Linked DNA regions of Zea mays: region 2 is linked to region 1. A link is a contact called in public Hi-C data. All regions are on one chromosome and are shown on one strand. The core of a region is the stretch at or near the end of the contact, and the rest is flanking DNA. Distances in the headings are between cores, read along the strand shown. Region 1 has its middle 3.5 kb from the start of LOC103647556. Region 2 holds the start of LOC100283396 (oxidoreductase).

What was found. A called contact is a pair of places that touch in the nucleus more often than the background predicts.
Region 2: a contact with region 1 is called in a Hi-C map of leaf, with 4 times the contacts expected there. The contact joins the promoter of LOC100283396 here to the enhancer-like site in region 1. A contact is called at or near these places in 3 of 25 Hi-C or Micro-C datasets (bundle sheath, ear and leaf).

The regions. Positions count from the first base shown.
Region 1 is chr2:196,802,039-196,806,996 of Zm-B73-REFERENCE-NAM-5.0, reverse strand. No RefSeq gene overlaps it. Among protein-coding and RNA genes, the nearest start is that of LOC103647556, 3.5 kb to the left of the region's middle. Within about 2 kb of position 2,611, at least 17 of the 20 cell types and tissues checked have an H3K27ac peak or open chromatin away from gene starts, as enhancers often do. A contact at or near this core is called in bundle sheath, ear and leaf, where this site is marked.
Region 2 is chr2:197,101,470-197,106,427 of Zm-B73-REFERENCE-NAM-5.0, reverse strand. LOC100283396 (oxidoreductase) reads left to right here and starts at 2,721. Exons shown (of 8, transcript NM_001156297.1): 1 at 2,721-2,979; 2 at 3,170-3,229; 3 at 3,425-3,477; 4 at 3,619-3,670. The coding sequence starts at 2,865.

The sequences.
Region 1 (4,958 bases), core at 1,362-3,861:
ATCACGGAGGATGCAATGCTGGAGGAATTCGCAACCTCGATTCGTACATGTCAGATTATGTGTTTGCGTTGATTTTAAAATGTTTTTACCAAAACAATTTTCATAGAAACACGCTAAAAAGTTAAACGTTTGATAGTCCATAGTAGTTTCTGGTGGCTAGAATCTAGAAAAAAAAAACCCGAAACAAACACGGCTAATGTTATGCAGCTCAAATGGTGAAAAAAAAGAATCCGTCCATATAAAAAATGGCTTTTGTAGTTTTTTCCCCCCAAGAGTCAAGTACATTCTCATGGTTCATAGCAGCCAGCAGCGTAGTCCCGGGAGCGCACACAAACTAGACCATGTTGTGATATCTTATCTTGAATGACAGTGAAGCCGCAAGCCAGGAGATGCCAAAAGAGAGGGCGAGGAAACTGAACCCACAAGAAACCAACCCTAAACTTATGGGAATGATCAAACCCGGAAAGAAAACCAAGAGGGACTTTTGCCCGCAAGAAAACTTGCATTGTATTTTGTACCTATTATTGTCAATCACACTTCACTCTCACTGCAACAACATCAGCAGACACAATGCCTGCTTTCGAACTATCGATTCCTGAACTTTCCTTTTCATGTGGCCACTTCCAGATGCTACGCAGCGAACAGTAGTGTATATCAGCTAGGGATGAAAACGGTTTCGGAATTTTTCGGAATTCTGGAAACCGATTTCGAAATTTTTCGATCGGATTCACTGGTAACGGATTTTATTCGAAAACGGAATCGGTTTTCGGAATTTTCTATCGGAATCGGCGTGATGTTTTACCGACCGTTTCCATCGGTTACCGGTTTTTGTCGGAAATTACCGGATTTGTGTCTCGAAAATTTCCGGAATTGTGTCTCGGAATTTTTTCGGAATTTTTTTCGGAATTTTCCAGCATGTGATTTTTTCGCATCGCCTGTACATCTCTGGATAAGGATTACTTATTTTTGTATTTTTTGGACGCTTTAAGATTTTTTTGGGGTTAGATGGTATTGGAAGGCAGTTGAGATTAACGATTTGGTCTCTCGAACGAATCCACCATTTTCTATGCACATGTTATGTATTAGTAATATATAATGATAGAGAGCCGACAGTCTGTCTTTTCCACACACTAGATTTTAGGGTTTTCCTGTGAGGCTGTGAAAAAACCCTTTATGTGAGGAAAAAATGTTTCATGAGTAAGCATGTCATGTCAACTAAATCGAGTGGATATTGTAAAATTTGAGTCTGTGAACTTGTGATCTTTATGAACTTGTTATACTGTGAACTTGTTATATTGTGAACTTATGATCTTTGTAAACTTTTTATATTATAAATTTGTGATCCTTATGAACTTGTTATATCATGAATTGTGAACTTGTGGTATTTGTGATCTTTTGTCAATTTTGTTTTACTGTGAAGTTTGATATGTTTACCGATCGTATTTTAGATTTCGACTGTTATCGGTGTATTTTCCGCACCGTACTTTTCGTTTCCGATGTTTCCGAAATACCGATATCATTTCCGTTTCTGGAGTTACCGTTTTCGATTTTGTTTCCGATAAAAAATATGAAAACAGTAATGGTTTTAGTGTTTACCGACCGTTTCCGACCGTTTTCATCCCTAATATCAGCAGTGGTTCGTAGCCAGGCTTCTCACTCTCAAACCATCGCTCGCTGGTTTTGATGATGTGCATGAGAGCCACGCATGGTTCATCAAGGGAAAAGGGGGGGGGGGGGGGCACACTTCTTCGTCCATTCCATGCATGATCCGACCGCTTGAGCCGTCAGATCGGTTCTTGCCACGAGAGATTCAGAAACTTGACGCACAACAAAAAAACCAGTAACTTTCAGAGGAGGGGAGGTTTAGTCAATGCACAGGTATTCAGCTTCACTCAACTATCGGCGTCTGCACCCCCAGACAAATCGGTGCCAAGAAAATGAGAGGGTCCAAGCATGACACAACCGGGGGCCCCCTTTTGTTTTGGTCGACGAACGTAAGTGTGTGATAGAGCTGGTCAGAGAGAGAGAGAGCGCGCGCGCGCGCTGCGATTTCGGGCGGTCAACATGATGAACAAGAGCCCTTGATCTAGGCAAGGATATGTATATATATTAAAGAAGAACTGTTCTTAAGGGAATAATTTGAGGTGCTGTACTGCTGTGGCATGTGAGTGATGACCGATATTCAGGCTATTAGAACCTGCTTGAATTGCTGTCACTGTCTTGATATTCTCGCAGGACCCTGGATCAGGGCTGGACCGCCACAGGGCAAGGTAGCAGTAGCAGTAGTGTCTTTTCTGGCTTGCACAAGTGGACAAGATCGATGACAGTTCGGTATGCTCTGCTTCCAACATTTCAGTAGTAATCGTTCAAACTGGGGCTGAACATTTATATTTTATGTGCCAATGATTAAGGAAGACCAAAGGAAAAGACACCACAGAATAGCTACAAACTGGAACAGATAATCCTAGAGTACGTAGCCTTGCTGCTTGTCAACAGTTTCCTGCTCCAATTGTTTTTATTTTATTTTATTTTCTACGCGTTGGTTGGGGCGAGAGGGAACCCAGGCCCGGCGCCCCTGCGGCCCTGCCGCTCACCGTCGTCCAGCCGGGTCAAGGGGAGCGTGGGCCACTGCCGACGTGGCCGTACCTGGCGCTCGGGCCCACCCGCACGTGTCCTGTGCGGCTGTGCGTTGCTTCCCGTTCTAGCTTCCTGTGGCTGTGCTCTCCCTGCTTCGTCTTCGTTGCCGCGTCCACCCCGTCCGCCGGCGTTTCAAAAATTCCGTCCTTTTTGACATTTGTTCGGCTCGGAATATAATAGGCTGCTTGCGTATGTATCTCCTTTTAGGACATTTCTGTAGCTTGTTTTGCCTAGATTTCTTTTTTCTAGAACCAATTGAGCTGCATGGGTACAGCTCAATCGATGCTATGAAACAGTATAGTAATTGTTGAATAATTAGACAAATTCCAAATTAAATTCCGAATATAAATCATGACCAAATCAGAAGAACTGAAATAAAAGCCAAATCAGATGATGCGTACTGATTAGACTTACTGATTGTTGGCGCGCGCCAGGATCAGATGGGTTGACGAGGTCAGCAGATCACGAGCAGTCGCGTGAAGACGCTTCCCAAAAACCTTATTCGCCCTCTCCCGGTGCAGGATCTAGAAGACGAAGGGTTCCGGAGACCTGCTCTCCTGATCGCAGATGCACCTCTGCGGTCGGGACGAAGGGAACTAAAAGGCGGCTCAGCTATGAAGAGAGGCGAAAGCGAACTGGGATCTGGGATGATTTGGAGGCTGGCTGCCGGGCTCCTTTTATAGGGCCGAGTCCGCGACCCCAGTGCTTATCCACCCACGAAAATCTCGCAATCAGTTGAGATTTTGTAGCGATCGGTTAGGATAAGCGTAACAGCCAAGAAACCAAAAAATCAAACGGCAAAAGGTAGCCGCGCCCCCGCAAGGCGAGGGGCCGGATTTCGGCGGACCATTCACGCGCATGTCGTGCGCCCGCGCCCTTCGCCCCGGCCCGCCCCGGCCCGGCCTGGCCAGGCGAGGCGAGGCGAGGCGAGCGAGCGCGCGCGCGCGTGTGGCTCTCCACACTCTCTCCTCTCATCCATGACTTGGTGAGTGAGTGTGGCTTCCATATTTAAGCTAGCTCTACTCCACAAGAGCTAGCAATATGGTGCTATTGGTTCCACCTATCCCTTTGCCATCCACTTATATGGGCTTTTGAGATTTTCCTGGGATTTATTTGAATAACTTAATTGGGCCAAGCCCATAAATCCTAACAATCCCCCACCAGATCTCAAATGCCCATCTGCAGTTTTCGCCACTGTTCACTACTGTTTAATATACTAGTTTTTCAGCAGAGACTGTTAAGTTGAACTTCCGCCTAGAACTCCAAGTTACACCAACCCACAACTTGGACAATGGACTATGCCTTGAATTGCAAGTTTTGCGTGAATGGGTTTCACTTGAAGTCATGACTAGTACTTGGCTACCAGTAGTCCCCTTCTCGGGTGGAGCATATACGTCGTACTCCAAGGTCTCTTCATGAGTTTACTAGAGATCACCCAGATCTCATAGACTGCGACGTTAGACAGTCTAACTCATATAGGTGTGTTCTTTCAAGAATGTTCTGCAGGACAACATCTTCGCTAATACAAGCCAACAGAACACATTAAGGCACAAAGCCAACCTGCCTTACAGCATTTGAGAGTATTGCATCTTTACTTAGAGAGGGTCAAAGGTTACTCTCCTCAGTTCACCAATGGCTTGTTCTTCCCAGGACCTAATTCACGGGATCTCCGATCACATAGACTGGGTTTCCACCATGGCAACTTTATTCGGGTCTCATACCCATCTCTCTCGATGCGATTTCTATCACATTACGTGGTAGTCCCTTGGTAAAAGGATCTGCCAGATTCTTATCTGTTGAAATATAAGTCACACTTATAACTCCGGAGTTTCTCAACTTTCTGACAGACTTCAATCGTCTTTTGACATGTCTTGATGACTTTCCATTATCCTTAGAACTCGTCACTTTAGCAATCACTGTCTGATTGTCACAGTTCATAAGGATAGCTGGTATTGGTTTCTCAACCACCGGCAAGTCCATCAAGAGTTCACGCAACCATTCTGCCTCAACGGTTGCTGTGTCAAGTGCAGCTAGCTCGGCTTCCATGGTTGACCTCGTCAAAATGGTCTGCTTGCATGACCTCCATGATACCGCACCTCCACCAATAGTAAAGACATAACCACTGGTGGCATAAAGCTCGTCTGCATCAGATATCCAGTTCGAATCACTATATCCTTCAAGTACTGCATGCTGACCAGAATAGTGAATTCCATAACTCATTGTACCTTGCAGGTAGCGCATAACCCGCTCAAGTGCATGCCAATGATCAGTCCCGGGGTTTGACATGAACCTACTCAATTTGCTCACAGCAAACGAGATAT
Region 2 (4,958 bases), core at 1,472-3,971, 300 kb before region 1:
AGACACGTCACCCAACAGACATGGAACAAACACTTGTCTTTAAGACGAAGCTCGAAAATCAGGCAAGAACTGATAAGCAAGAGTTAAAAATCTGAGAAAATAACGCAAACAACAGAAATGGCGCATCAAATGCCGCCGTTGTGGGCTTCTATTTATACGCCTAGTGCATTACAACTTGGTGGGCCCCATTTGTCATTGACTATCGCTATTCTAGCGAAGGGAAGATGTTTTTTCGGACCTTCGACTTAAGGCCTTCGTTCACATCGCAGTCTGAATTTATTGTTACAAAAACAAATTAATACTGTGAGGGGCTACTGTTGGAGGCCTTCATCTTCCGAAGGTCCTCAAAAACACGACTAACATGTTTTCGATGTATAATATACTGTCACAAGAACCTTGGGCCTTGAGATGAAGGTGCACACGATATGAAAGGCACGATCTGGGAGAAGGATGAACTAGTTCCGAAGCTACGGATGGAGAAGCTTCGGCTTAGCGATGGAAAATGAAACCGACCTAAAGAGGAAAAGGCTATCTAGTCCTCGATAGATTACCCTTAGTCAATAATAAACGTCAAGGGTATGAATGTAATTTTACACAGGCTGTGACCTGTGCCTATAAGTAGATGAACAGTAACATCGTACTGTTCACGCTGACTTGTATTCACTTGCACGTCGCACTTGGATCTTTACCTTCTATCAAGCCGAAGGTACAAATGTAATTCGATATTGTTAATGTTTATTCATGGTACAAATAATCTAACGATTTAAGATAATTGTTCGTATTCTTTATACGTAATTCATGCTTTTGCTTTCCATTACATATTGAAATGATGAAGGTATGTCATTCATGACCTTCGTCTGAAGATCATTATATCCTGAGAGAGATAATGCTTTGTAGGACGAAGGCCTTTAACCATTAACATTTATGTTGTCTTGTTCTTAACTCATAGCATTTGAGAACAAGTCCCCAACAATTGAATTGCCATTCATTTTTAGCTTTGTTAATGTTGTTTCTTATTGGTTGCTTACTTGTATTAGTTAGAGAATTTATATCTCTTGTTGTATGGATTAAATTTCTCTAGTATGGTTGATTTTAGTCAAAACCGTCTATTCACCCCCTCTAGCTAGTGTCCTAGATCCTACAGGCGGCCGCACATAGACGATACCCCCGGAGCGGCCATTCACATTGGAAACCTCGGTTTCGTCATCAGCCAGGAAGGCAATATGGTCAGAGTGACACCTGCCCGACCTCCTTCGTCGGAGACCCCGACACCATCTTGGAAGCCCTCGGTGCCCCTCAGCCTCACCCCATGCGGGCGGCATGAGGGACACAAGCTCGCCCCGCCTTCTAAAGTTAATGAAATAAGACGACAGATCGTGATCTATATGAGGTTCAACCCCTCGTATGACAATCTGTCGGCTTTCTTCGCGTCCTACGTAGAGCTCTCTACGTTATATGACACAGAAATGATGTCCTACTGCGGTGGTTCTAGCAGTAGCCTCAACACCTTCCCGCCTCGACCGTGTCATACGGTCATCTCCCCACCTCTGATGACTTTGAGTTTGTAGAGATGGCGGGTGGCGGTGGGGACTTCATCTTCCATGCACTCTACATGGACTTGGATTTGGACTTGGATTTAAGTCCTCCTGAGAGCGGCGAGGAAGGACCCTCTAACAGAAAGCGATATGAAAGATAACACAAACGATGCACAAAACTAATGTTTTAAAAGTGTTTCGTTATTTTTTATATATCACATTGTATACACGAATTTATTTGAAAAAGATGGCACATATCATTGTAAAAAATGTCATGGCTACATTACGCAGCAATGTTATAGAGCAGCTCCAAAGAAATCTCCATACTCTAACCAACTAATTTATCTTGATATATCTATATTCTAACTAACTATATTTTTTAGAATAGAGCTCTATAACATTGCTACGTAAAAACTATCTCCAGCATCTTACACATTCATAGCCTTATATTTAAACCCCACTCTGCAAAATGTGTAGTATGCAATGCAAAACAATGAAAAAATGGATGAATTGTTGGAGACGGTCTAATGTAGCCATGACCTTTTTTTACAGTGATCTGTAATGTTTTTTTCAAATAAATTCGTGAGTCTTTACATTCCATCAGAATAGAGATTTAGATAAAAAAAATCCTCCAATAGACTCTCTAAAGGCTAGTTTGAAAACTCAAATCCTCTTCAGGACTGAAGGGGATTGAAGAGAAAATTAGTTCATTTCCACCTCAATACCCTCTAATCCCAAAAGGGATTTGAGGTTCTCAAAGTAGCCCTAAACATACAAAAACTTCTCCGTTCCAATTTATAATTCATTTGATTTTTTAATTCAAATTTGACTAGTATTCAAACAAATCTGTTATTATTATTATTTTTTACTGTGATATCATTTAGTATATAATATATTTTAAATGTAACTTTACTTTTCATTTTTCGCAAAAAATTGAATAAGATAAGCTAATTAAATTTGATAGAGAAATTCAAACAAATTGTAAATTAGGACGGATAGGAGATGAAGAACGACGCAATTGCGCATAGCCTACGCGATACGGAGCTTCGCGCCATCGTCTGACCACTTCCCAGCTCTCCCGTCCTGCAATGACTATTGGGCTGCAAGTCCTACCCTGGAAACGGCCCAAACATGGCCCAACCTAATAACCAGTTGAGCTATGGCGTTGTGCGCCGTCTGTGGACCAGACACCCATACTGATTCGCTGGCGGCAGGCCGACGGCTACGGAGACGGAAGTGGCGACCGGTTCCGGCGAGGCGCAGGCGACAGATAGGGGACAGGGCGACCATTTCTAGCGAGGCAGGAGCGGGGAAGATCCGGAAGCTGCGATGTCGAAGCGGCTGCTGTCGCGGCTGCTCGGCATGTTCCAATCGCGGACGCAGGTGGGCGTCGACAAGGCCGGCAACCGCTACTTCACCCGCGTTGAGGAGGTCGACGGCACAAGTACGTGTCCCCGTCCACCCCGCTCATCCTACCCCCTGTTACCCCTACTTGCACGAGCTTGCCTCTAGTTTCCCCGCTCCCGGTCTCCTCTGGCAAGGAGGAAGGCACGTGAATGCCGGCTAAGCAAATCTCGATGCGGTTGCTTTTTCTTCTTCTTCATGCTGTTCTTGATTGCGGAACAAGGGAACAGTGAAGGAGAGGCGCTGGGTGGAGTTCAAGGGCGCAGACCAGGACTCGACCACCGTTCCAGGTTACCTTCCTCCCTTCCTGCTCATTTTCCCGATGAGGATGTTGTGATGTGACTGAAGAAGTGAAGAATCCTAATGTAACTGCTACGGCACCGTGTTTGCAGGCATGTATGGATTGTGGCCTTGATTTTAGATTATTATGTACTTGGATTTGTTGATTGCATATACAACATCTCATAGTCATGTCGTGCTTGTAGTCGAGTGGATTTGCTGGCTGAATGGCCAAAGGAAGAAAGCTCCAACACCAGAGGTAAGAGCAAGAATGTGAAACAACACATTGTCATTCAAAGTTTTTCTAGGTCTTCCCTTTTATTGTATTGTCAATCCAAACTTTACAAGGAGAGCAACATAGTCATTGCATCTGATGCTGATATATCATAGTACCTTCCAGGAATTGGCTGAGCTGGAGGCAAGACGTGAACGTGTCAAGCAAAACATTCAGCGTATGTATGCGGTGTTTCCTACTTGTGTACTCATGTATGATTTTATTAATAAGCCTCACTGTGTGCAGTGAGCAAGAGCCCAAACATGTTTTCTTAGGCATTTGCAGTTGAGTAACCCATGTTAATTGCCTCAACTACTTTATAGTAGCCCATATGTATCATAATATGCACTGTATGCTACTTTCCATACCGTTCACTGGACAAGGCTAAGAGAAATGAAATAAAATGCTGGTTAGATATGTGTGTTTCTTGTATTTGATGCTAAATTCTTATTTTGTAAATAGAAACTGTATTGTATTTTGTGCTAGGATCGTCAACAAGGTTGTATGAGACATGATCACTTGAAAACTTTGATCTCTATTACTCCATCCATCCACAAAAGGGTGCAATTTTCACTTTTCGAGGAGCCAAACAGTTTGAAGTTGGACCATAATTATACCAAGAAGTATTAACCTTTATGGTAAGATAAGTAGAATGGCAGACCCAGTGCCGGAGGCTCCCACATGAGTGGTGTGTGGGAAAGGGATAAACCGAGGCAAGTCTTTCCCTACAAATACGAAGAGCTTTGAGCCCGTGACCTGATGACTCTAGTGAGACAACTCTCACCGCTGCACCAAGCCTGTCCATAAAATTAATTATGAGATATATTTTCGTAGTAAATCTAGTTAGGGACATAAATGTTAATATTATTCACTATAAACTTGGTCAAACTAGTTTGACTTGCACAAATCCCACAGTTGCATCCTTTTGTCCCATTAGCTGCATCCTTTTGTGGATAGAGGGAGTACAACTTTGCAAGCATTCCATCTACGAATTAGAATAACGTTAACAGTCAGTTGTTTTGGTGTGTGATTGGTGATTATAAAAGTAACAGGACATGCTGTCGTGCACTCAAAATTTGGTTTGTTAACCTCGTGATTAGGGATGTAAGCTCTGACACCATATAGTTGTGGGCCAGTTAGCTACTTAGCTAGCTAACTTCTATCCCGCATCCCTTCCTTTGATATTTGGATTTGTTCAATCGAGTATTGGGTTGATCCAATGTCCTAGGAATGCAAAACTCCCATCCCTACTCACGATCTGAATTTTGATGATGTCTGCTATATATCTATTTAAATTTATTCACGAAAAATATGTTGAAAGTGCTGGCGTATTGTTTATGGCCTGAATTTTGTAGAGAATAGTTGTTACAATGTAATATACTGGATACGTTTGCAGCTATGAAGCTTTCATTCTAGTTGAAGACTTGCATCGCGGTAAAAGATCTGATTCACACCAGCATATGTTT